2 separate regions of the Mus musculus genome follow, and region 1 is linked to region 2. A link is a contact called in public HiChIP or PLAC-seq data. All regions are on one chromosome and are shown on one strand. The core of a region is the stretch at or near the end of the contact, and the rest is flanking DNA. Distances in the headings are between cores, read along the strand shown.

What was found. HiChIP or PLAC-seq counts read pairs in DNA pulled down with a chosen protein or histone mark.
Region 1: a contact with region 2 is called in an H3K27ac HiChIP or PLAC-seq map of the HPC-7 cell line, with 6 times the contacts expected there. The contact joins two enhancer-like sites. A contact is called at or near these places in 1 of 15 datasets of contacts at CTCF or cohesin (pro-B cells), 13 of 484 Hi-C or Micro-C datasets (the C10 cell line, Sertoli cells, cerebral cortex and 6 more), 4 of 115 datasets of contacts at active chromatin or transcription factors (the HPC-7 cell line and embryonic stem cells) and 1 of 9 other capture datasets (embryonic stem cells).

The regions. Positions count from the first base shown.
Region 1 is chr10:89,406,321-89,411,185 of GRCm38.p6, forward strand. It overlaps Gas2l3 (growth arrest-specific 2 like 3), which reads right to left. Exons shown (of 11, transcript NM_001033331.2): 11 at 2,503-4,865. Among named protein-coding and RNA genes, the nearest start is that of Gas2l3, 35 kb to the right of the region's middle. Within about 2 kb of position 1,406, at least 30 of the 459 cell types and tissues checked have an H3K27ac peak or open chromatin away from gene starts, as enhancers often do. A contact at or near this core is called in the HPC-7 cell line, where this site is marked.
Region 2 is chr10:89,324,956-89,329,688 of GRCm38.p6, forward strand. It overlaps a transcript of Ano4 not described here. Among named protein-coding and RNA genes, the nearest start is that of Ano4, 70 kb to the left of the region's middle. Within about 2 kb of position 2,141, at least 10 of the 459 cell types and tissues checked have an H3K27ac peak or open chromatin away from gene starts, as enhancers often do. A contact at or near this core is called in the HPC-7 cell line, where this site is marked.

The DNA.
Region 1 (4,865 bases), core at 156-2,655, 81 kb after region 2:
AAAAACCAAAAACCAAAAACCAAAAACCAAAAACCAAAAACCAAAAAAAAAAAAAAGAAAAAAAAGAAAATCAACCACCATCAACAAAAGCAATTATATTGAGATTTTTCTAAGAAAGTACAAAAGCCAAAAATAATAAAAAGCAGATCTTCAAAAAAAAATCACACATAATACCATTTTCTAGCTCACATAACATAAAGAGCAATTCAACAATTAATGGGAGACTATTAATAGCTTTACCAAAAAATGACATTTCAGTGACATGACTCACTAGGTAAAAGCACCTGCCACCCAGGCTGATGAAGAGTTCTTTCCCTGTAGCCTATATGGTAGAGAGAACTCCTGCAAATTGTCCTCTGGTCTTCACACACAGAAAATAAGTGTAATTAAAAAAACTGTCCCTTAACTAAACTTCAACTAGTCAGCTGTGGTAGGTATTTTACATATACTAAGTAACTCTCTTAGTTTTCTCATGTACTGACAGTGCGTTCTAGGTTGATGGGAAGGCTTAGAGGATGCAAACACTTGCTGCACAAGCCTGGCCATTGGCGATTGAACCCCGGAACTTACATAAAGCTAGAGAACAGACTCTGACCTGCACACATGCACTGTGGCTTAGCCACCCAACTGTGTGTGTGTGACATATATACATGCAAATACATAATGATGTAATTTTTTAAGGATGAAGCTCGTTCATATAGGGAACAGTTGGATACATTTGTTATGAAGACACAGTGGGGGAGACTTACCAGAGGAGGAGGAGGAAGAGGAGGAAGCGGAGGGGAGGAGGGAGTAGGAGGAGGAGGGGAAGGGAGAGGGGGAGGGGAGGAGGAGGAGGAGGAGGAGGAGGAGGAAGGGGAGGGGAGGGGGGAGGAGGAAGAGGGTAAGGGAGAGGGGGGAGGGGAGGAGGAGGAGGAATGGCCACATGGAGGGTTACATAACACTAAGGATGTTTGAAAAAGATATAGGGAAGTATGACTATCTAAAATTATGTACACATAAAGAGAGGGAAGAAGGAAGGGTAGAAGGAAGGGAGAGAGGGGAAGAGAGATGAACTGAAATTACACACACTAGGGGGGCAATGCTTCCCTCCCCCTAAAACAATAGACTAATAAAAATCCCAAATGACAGGCATGAACCGCCCCCCCCCTTGAATTGTTAGTCAAGAGAGTCCAAGAGACCTCCTAAAACAGTACAGGCCATTGCCTTTGTCCCTGGTACTTGCCAGAGAAAGAAGGTAACATCTTGAAGACATCACACTTAGGGCACAGGATCTGGTGGAAGTGATCTGGAACTGAGAGGAGAGCTTACTCCAGCAGTTTCCCATGCCAGTATAACCTCTAACTGTATTCTGATGCTTATTCTCACCCTGAGAGATTAGTGTAGCTCTCTCATCCCTCACCAAAGAAGCCTCTATTTACAGCAGATGGGGACCGTTACAGGAAGCCACAAATGGTCAAAGTGCAGAGCTCAACTGAGCATTGAATGCTTGCCCCTGCTGAATGCATTGACAACACAACCTCTACATTGAAGGCTCAGGGAACATCAAAGAAGAGGCAGAAAGACTGTAAAAGCCAGAGGGCCAGGACATGTACTGCAAGACAGTATCTTCCAGAGAAGGAAAAGGCATAAACAGAGTGTGGAGGTGTTGTTCTGGAAGAAATTCTAGGATAGACCTGGGGTGAACATGATCAGGACACACTGTATAAAATTCCCCATAAATAAAAAGTACTAAATGCCTACTGTGTGCCAAACTTCGTTCTTGAGAACACAGAGGTAAACAACAGCTATAATTCTTGCCTTCCGGATGGTTCTAACAGTCTGGTAAAGATAACACCTATTCTTATGGAATCCTTGTTTTTTGTTGTTTTGGTTTTTCGAGACAGGGTTTCTCTGTGTAGCCCTGGCTGTCCTGGAACTCACTCTGTAGATCAGGCTGGCCTCGAACTCAGAAATCCACCTGCTTCCCAAGGGCTGGGATTAAAGGCATGTGCCACCACTGCCCAGGTGTTACTTAAGTGTTTTGTGACAGACACCCAGTGATCTTGAATGCAACATCCCTCTTATTCTCTCTTCCATAGCAGCCTGGCACAGACACTGCTGTTTGTCAGAGGCAAACAGTTATACACAACTTCAGTTTCTTCTCTTTGTTCACACCTTCGTAATATGTGAAGTAATTTAAAGTGACATAAGAAAATTGGTAGGAGTCATAAAAGGTAGGCCACAGAGGTTAATTTTAATTGGTGTGTACTGAGGCTATATCTCCAACCAGTGCTTAAATTGTTCCCACCTAATGTAGAAAGAGAAAACATTATCTTTGCATTATTCCTTCAAGATTGTGGGTTTTCTACATTAACAGTATAGATATTGTAAAACCACTTAAGATTTGTCTGTGTTTTCATATTTACCCAAAAAAGGTTTTAAGTGTGCCTCATCTTTTCCAGAATGTCATAAAATACACTTACACTTAAATTTTTTACACTTATAAAGTTAGGCAAACATAAAACTTCATTTGGGATTTTATTCTTAGAAACAGCCCAGGAAATACATAGTAGGTTAACTCCATTTTAATAATTGCTCTGGTCATAAAAGAACATTAAAAAAAGGATTTCAAATACATTTACGGTGTATCAAAGTGTGACCCTGAAACAGGACTATGGGAAAAGGAAGTTTGAAATTCTATTATCAGTGACTTTCTGTAAGCACAGTGTTGGTGTGTCCTATAAAATTTGACTTTAATAACTGATCATTTCCATTATCTCAAAGATAATTAGCCACGAGTCTGGTCTTTCTGAAACAATATCGAGAAACAATACAATAAAAAAATGTTTAAAATAACATAATATTTAAAACTCTTAATTTATCAGTTTCATATATGCAATTTCCAACATGGGTCAAATAATCAAAACACAGTTAAAATACATTAAAAAAGCAAACAGAGTGGGTTTATGCTGACATTTTAATACTTGAGAAAATATAAGTTAAGTTGGATACAAATACTGCTGACATGAAACAACAACAACAATTAAAAAACAACAGAATATATACAAATCCAAACTGACACAGAGATGGCATGAAACTTGGATGTAAGAATACATCAAAACCTTTATTAGCTCCTTTTAAGGAAGTAACAGATTTTTAAATTAGACAGAAATAAAAAAGACTGCAGAAGAAATTATTTTCTCCAAACTATTCCTTTATCCATTATGAAATCAAGCTGATGTGGTACCCGAAACCTGCAAACCCAGTACTCAGGAGACTGAGGCAGGAGGATTGCTATGAGCTCAAGGCCAGCCTGGGCTACCTAGAGAATGCCAGGCAAGCTGCATCTGCGTGATGAGACTTTGTGGAGATGACAGGCCAAGGGCACTAAAAGTCCATACATTGGGAAGGTGCTCTCTTCAAACACCTCCCCAGAAGCAGAGTGTAAAAAGAATCCCTTCATGGGCTGGTGAGATGGCTCAGTGGGTAAGAGCACCCGACTGCTCTTCCGAAGGTCCAGAGTTCAAATCCCAGCAACCACATGGTGGCTCACAACCATCCGTAACAAGATCTGACTCCCTCTTCTGGTGTGTCTGAAGACAGCTACAGTGTACTTACATAAAATAATAAATAAATCTTAAAAAAAAAAAAAAAAAAAAAATCCCTTCCCGTCCCTGTTCAGCTTTATATAATTACACATTAGCAAAGCATTCCAAAACAAAAACATTCTATTTTTAAGAAACCACACATGTGTCTTCCAGGTACATCAGCATTTTATGCTTAATATTTGGTTTATTAAATATTAAACACAAAAAGACCTTATGTAATTTCACACTAGTAGTAAAAAGAAGTGAGTACAACTGCATTATACTTGTTTTTTAAATTGTGGCAAAGATTTATCAGCTCCTTTAGAAAATACCAAAATACATCAGAAAGAATTTAACTTTTTTAATTTGGGAGGGAAAGATATTTACTAATTGATTGATTGCATGTATGAATGTTTTGCCTGTATGTGTGCAATATGAATGCCTGGTGCCTGTGTTCTGGAGGCCAGAAGCGAGCATCAGATACCCTGAAACAAGAGTTCTGGATGCTTGTGAGCCACCCCGGGAGTGCTGGAAATAGAACTCAGGTTCTCTGCAAGAATACCAAGTGTTCTGAGTTGCTGAGTGTTCTCTCAGTTCCCATGGAACTGAATTACTTATTCACATACAACCTATGCTTAGGAAAGACAAGGTACACACACAAAGAAATTCACCCTATATGACTACAGTTGGAGAAATGCTACTGAACAGCAGACAAAAACAAAAAACCCAATCTTTATCTTAAATAAATAATCCTAAAGTTAATTCGGGAATTTGTGCCAGGTGTCTGAGAATATCTTTATTCTTGATTACCCAGCACAAAAGATAATGTTTATAAAACTGTACAATGTACTGAGTCATAGGTTTAGTCTGCCTATAGTGTAATTTATATTTTTCTTTTAATTCTCAGAAGTTACTGATCTAGAAATAGTTTCGGCGGCCCTCTCTATGAGGGAATAGCCTCTCTAAAGCTACAATCCTTCCTCTCTGAAAGGTGTGTTAGATATTCCTGATTACAGAAATGCCCCTGGCATCTCTTTTGAGTGCTAAGAGGTGCTTTCAAAGATGTACATATTGCCATTAGTGATGCTCAGAACCGGAACGTTTGGCAAGTTTTTGGTGGTTTTCTGTTGTAAGGGATCCTGAGTAGATCTTTGATTTTATGCATACTGCTTGGGTAAAGATCCAGTGGTCTTTACCCAAGGTTCTCTTGCTGTATGTAGGTCTAGAGAATGCCAGCAGCCAGCCACGATGCTCACTCATTCAATGATGGCAGGTCTGGGTCAACTATTTTGTTTG
Region 2 (4,733 bases), core at 891-3,390:
TCTGACTGTAGCCTCTGACCATTCTACCCACAATTCCAATTTCCTTCAAGAGATTTTAAGGAGTCCCATGCATTACCTCATAGCCAAGCTTTATGGGCCACACCCCAGCATGTCCAAACTATATTGGCTGTACCCTTTTCCTAACTTACATATTTCTGACAGTGGCTAGACTCATTGGCAACCTGACTCAAAGCCTCAGAGCACTCTTGTCTACCCTCAGATGCAGTCAATGACCATTCTAGCCCACTAACCCGTCCTTCACCCTCCAATGTGCCTCCTGACCCCACTTTTTTGGCTTTGTTACTGTCTCATGTCAGTGACTCTACTCAGAGCCACTGACTTGCATAACACACTAGAATCTCCCACAGGAAACACAGAATCGTCTCAGAATAGTCTCTCATCCATGCTGGTCATTCAAGCTTCTCAATGCCTTACTGCAGGCCCTCCCTCTATGGCCTCCCCCTGCTTGACAAATATTTCCAAAAAGATCTTAAGTGTTTGATATTTTCAAACGGGCTCTGATGGGTGAACTCCAGAGGATTATTTTTAAATGTCATTACTCTTCATTTTAAAATTAATCACTTAAAAAATAATACTCTGAACCAAGTTCTCCCATTTAGTTTTAATGCTTGAGTCTGCTTTGGTGTTCGAACAGAGTGATACCAACCCACAGACTTCATGAGAGTTGAAAAAAGTGGATATGTCAGAGCGTACTCACACCATGTAAAGATCCAGAGACCTCGTACCAGTGAGCAGCAACGGACTTCAGAGTAAATTAGACAGAGGTGATGGCAGTGCAGACACTTTATAAAATACCCAGAAGTACGATGTCAGGGTCAAAGATCGTCCCACTGAAACTAATAGCACATTGTCTTGCAAGCAGCAATCCCGGCAGTCACAGGACATTTTTTAGTAAACTAATCAGGGAATTGGGGTCCATTTTGCTTGGTGGCATTTTAAATCCAATGTGGTTTTTAATGGGTATTTCAAATAGAAGGTGCCCATGTGTAGTTTTCTGCTCAAATATACTTTTGCGACTTTATAATCAAAAGAATTCAAATGCATTTTACAGGCCCGTCATTATTTGACAGAGCTCCCTGCTATGGCAGTTAAAGAAGCCACATTCTGGAGTCCCAAGGCATGGGTTGTAGTCTAAGAGACCTATACTGGAACCCTGATCATATCAATAACAAAAAGAAGTCAAGTCCCCTAATCTGTATGATGAAGAAATACTGGTGCCATCTCACAGAGTTCCTGTCTAGTAAAATGGATTAAATAGAGAGCCAACAGCAGCGCATGAATACAAAATAAATATTAGCTGTGGTCACCACCAAATTGTTTGTAAGTCACTGCCTACGATTCTGGACTCAGGAAAGTTTTGAAAGAAGTGGGAGAGAATAGACTCAACAGGCAGAAAAACAAAGAAGGTTATGTTACTCTTCCCTATCTGGACACAGTAAATACATTTAAGCTTGGGTAGGGAAGAAAGTAGGAGAGAGTGCAGGTGTGCTCTGCCCTTTTGTTGCAGTTCACGGGCTTCCTGCATGAGACAGGGCTGGGGTGGGGTGTGTGAGAGGACTGCATGCCCCAATATGAGGACATTTCCAATGTCACATACTGTAGGGAGTGGCAATGTTGTTTCAGAGAAGGGAGGGACAGGGTGGCTAGTACACATGGGATTCTTTAGACAGCAGAATGCCTTGAAGGACGACCAAGGCGTAATACGTGCAGAAGGGCATCCGAGAGGGTGGGAAATGTTATGTCTGTCTGGTTCTCCTTGGTTCATTCAGATCCCAATAAGGAAAGTCTGACTTTGGATTTTAGCAGCACACTAACATCTGCTTCACACACTCTTCAGACAGGAAAGGTACTCCTTCCCTCCAAGTGGACAAAATTTGGTGGACAAAATTTTCTGTACTTTACATAACATTCGTTTTCTATTTGCAGTTACCAGGAGGTTTCTTCCTGAAAGAATATTTAATAATTCTCCACAGATATTACAGAAGAACTTGATTGTGATATTAAGTGCATCACAGTTCAGATAACACACCAATGAAAGAGCTAAGGCGAGCACTGAAGCAGGAAAAGACCCATTCGCTATAGGCTAGTTACACGACTCCTTCCAATAGCAGCAAAAATCCACAAGAGGGCGCCCCAGGACGAGAACCCACCAGCAGCAACTGCTGTGGTTCTGAAAACCAATTCTTTCATAGGTATTTTTCTCCTTGTTCCTTCCTAAGCCGCCTTCCCACTCAGGTTAAGCGTGTTACACGACAGTCGCTGCAATTGCTCACCTATGGTGATCTGGCTGACACAGCTGTAGTAGCTGCCCGTGGTCGCAGAGGACAGGTTATAACTCCCACTGCTCACATCTTTGTCTGTTAAGAAAGCAAGACAAGAAGAAGGTTAATACCAACTCGTGGTTACCATGACTACGATGTAAGCTTATGACTGAAACTATAATAACAACAAAGGCAGCTCTGCGTCTGTGACAAAGGTGCCTCTCAGACTCATCCGATGGGTCACAGGCACCAAGCACTCAAGGTTGTGGGTACTTTTGCACACCAGCAATCCCTGAGATTGTCAAGGGCAGACCCAAACATAACAATGTTCACTGATTTAAAGCAAGACAAAAGGGGAAAAAAAGTTAAAGGAGGTACATACACACACACACACACACACACACACACACACACACACACACGGCTGCTTTTACTTCTTCCTAGTTATAAAGAGGTTGTGGTCACAGACAAGAAATAGGCCAGCTTTGTTTAATGTAAGTTCTTTAACTTGCTTAATTCCTTTCAGTATTGGTCTCCACCTGAACATGGTGGTCATAAGGCTAATCTCAAGGATAGGGAGTTAAGATACAGCATAAGATCAGCCACAGGAAATGTACCCCTGGCACATAAGTCAGTCTATGTGGAATGTGTTGGATCGACCAATTCAGATCTAAAGCATAGCCAATGAGTCTACCTGCTCCAAAGTCGCCATTCTCGATTCTCTCTAAAGCTTTCATTAACAGTCTGCCTTTAGAAGATGCTGGAAAGGAGATCTTTAGGGGGCAGGGTTAAAGGCATGGGAAATGCACACAACAGAGAGAAAGCATCTGTTAGTGATAGGCGGCCGTGGATGAGCAGGAAGAACAGGCACAAAAGAGAAATGCTTATCGAAGACTAGGAGTCAGTAGTAAAGTAGGACGCTTGAATCGGAAGCAGTTGTCTAGGAAGGGGTTGTGGGTAAACCGAAGCGGCAAAACCCCTCTGCTCTCAGTGCTAAGTCAGGGCTGCAAAGGCACAGGAGGTGTGGCAATCTGTGACACAAGGAAACCATGTGGAGAAAGGTGCACACACTTGTGGGCCTCAAACAGAAAACATCAATCAAAAGCTTATGTGTGGCTCTTAAACCAGACATTTCAGGACAGCCTTAATATTGATTTAGTCCTTGAGGGACCAATTTTGGTGAAATGAGAATATCGTGTAGCCAGAGGGGAATCTTGAAACTGAATGAAATCAATGAAGTCTGTAGATCCTGGAGATATATATAGTATTATATTGGAGTATGATCTCAGGATTTATATATTGTATATAACAATATATATAAGACACCTGGGCATGTCTTGAGCCTGTTATTTGTCTATTGGTCTTTGTTTCTTTGTATAGGGGAATGGAAATAATAAAGGCACTAAACTTATTATGTGAACATTAAACCAGTTAATAATAAAGTCTTTCTACAGCCACGTCTAGCAGCACAAAACACCCACTTGGTATCAACTATCCTTCTTTTTCTATTGTTTTAAAAGAACAGGCATATCTATAATGCAGAATACTATATAAGAAAGAAAACAAATCTTCACAAAGTATCATGGGTTAATCTCATTCACATAAGGTTGAATAAAAAAAAAAATCCAACAAGGAGCAATGCATGTGATTCTAGTTACGAAGACTTGAACAAGAGGGCTGGGATGGCATCTCCGTCAGGAAAGTGCTTTTCAAGTGCTGAGTCTGATTCCCAGAACTCGTTATACAACGAACAAGCAAAGGCTTGCATGGTGCTGTCCTGTGTGATCCCAGTGAGAGGAAGAGAGAGGTGGAGAGTGCAGGTCGTGGGGCTCACTGGCTAGCCGGCCTAGCCTGCTCCGCAAGTACCCAAAGGTGAGCAACCCATGAGAGTGTCCTCTGGCCTGCACACACACACACACACACACACACACACACACACACACACACACACACACACACACAGACGAACACACAATCAAAACCACTTGAATAAAAACAGAACAAACTTACATTACTCATGGATTCATAATATGGACAGTAAAACTGCACGTAAGAGTAACAAAAATGATTACCACTACAGTGAGCTGCACAGTGATTGGGAAAGAAGAGTTTAAGTTATGAGAAGGTCTAGGACATGGCTAGGTCTTGCCAAATAGGATTTGTTACTTGACTTGGGTAGGAGTCCCTGGGATGGCTTTTTACAACTCTTGTCTAATTATAAATTTGTGTCTTGTGCTTCCCACTTGTGCAAAGTTAACCTTTTAATTTTAATTTTAATTTGGAGATAATCTTGGACTTCCCGAAAATTTATAAAAAAACAAAAAACGTGGTTCAGGGTCTCAGATTGCATTAGCTATGATACTCTCCAGTCTACTCCAGTCTGTGGCAGTTTCTCCATCTTTCATAGCTCATATAGCTCATAACTCTTAAAAAGAAAACCAGAAGGGTGGA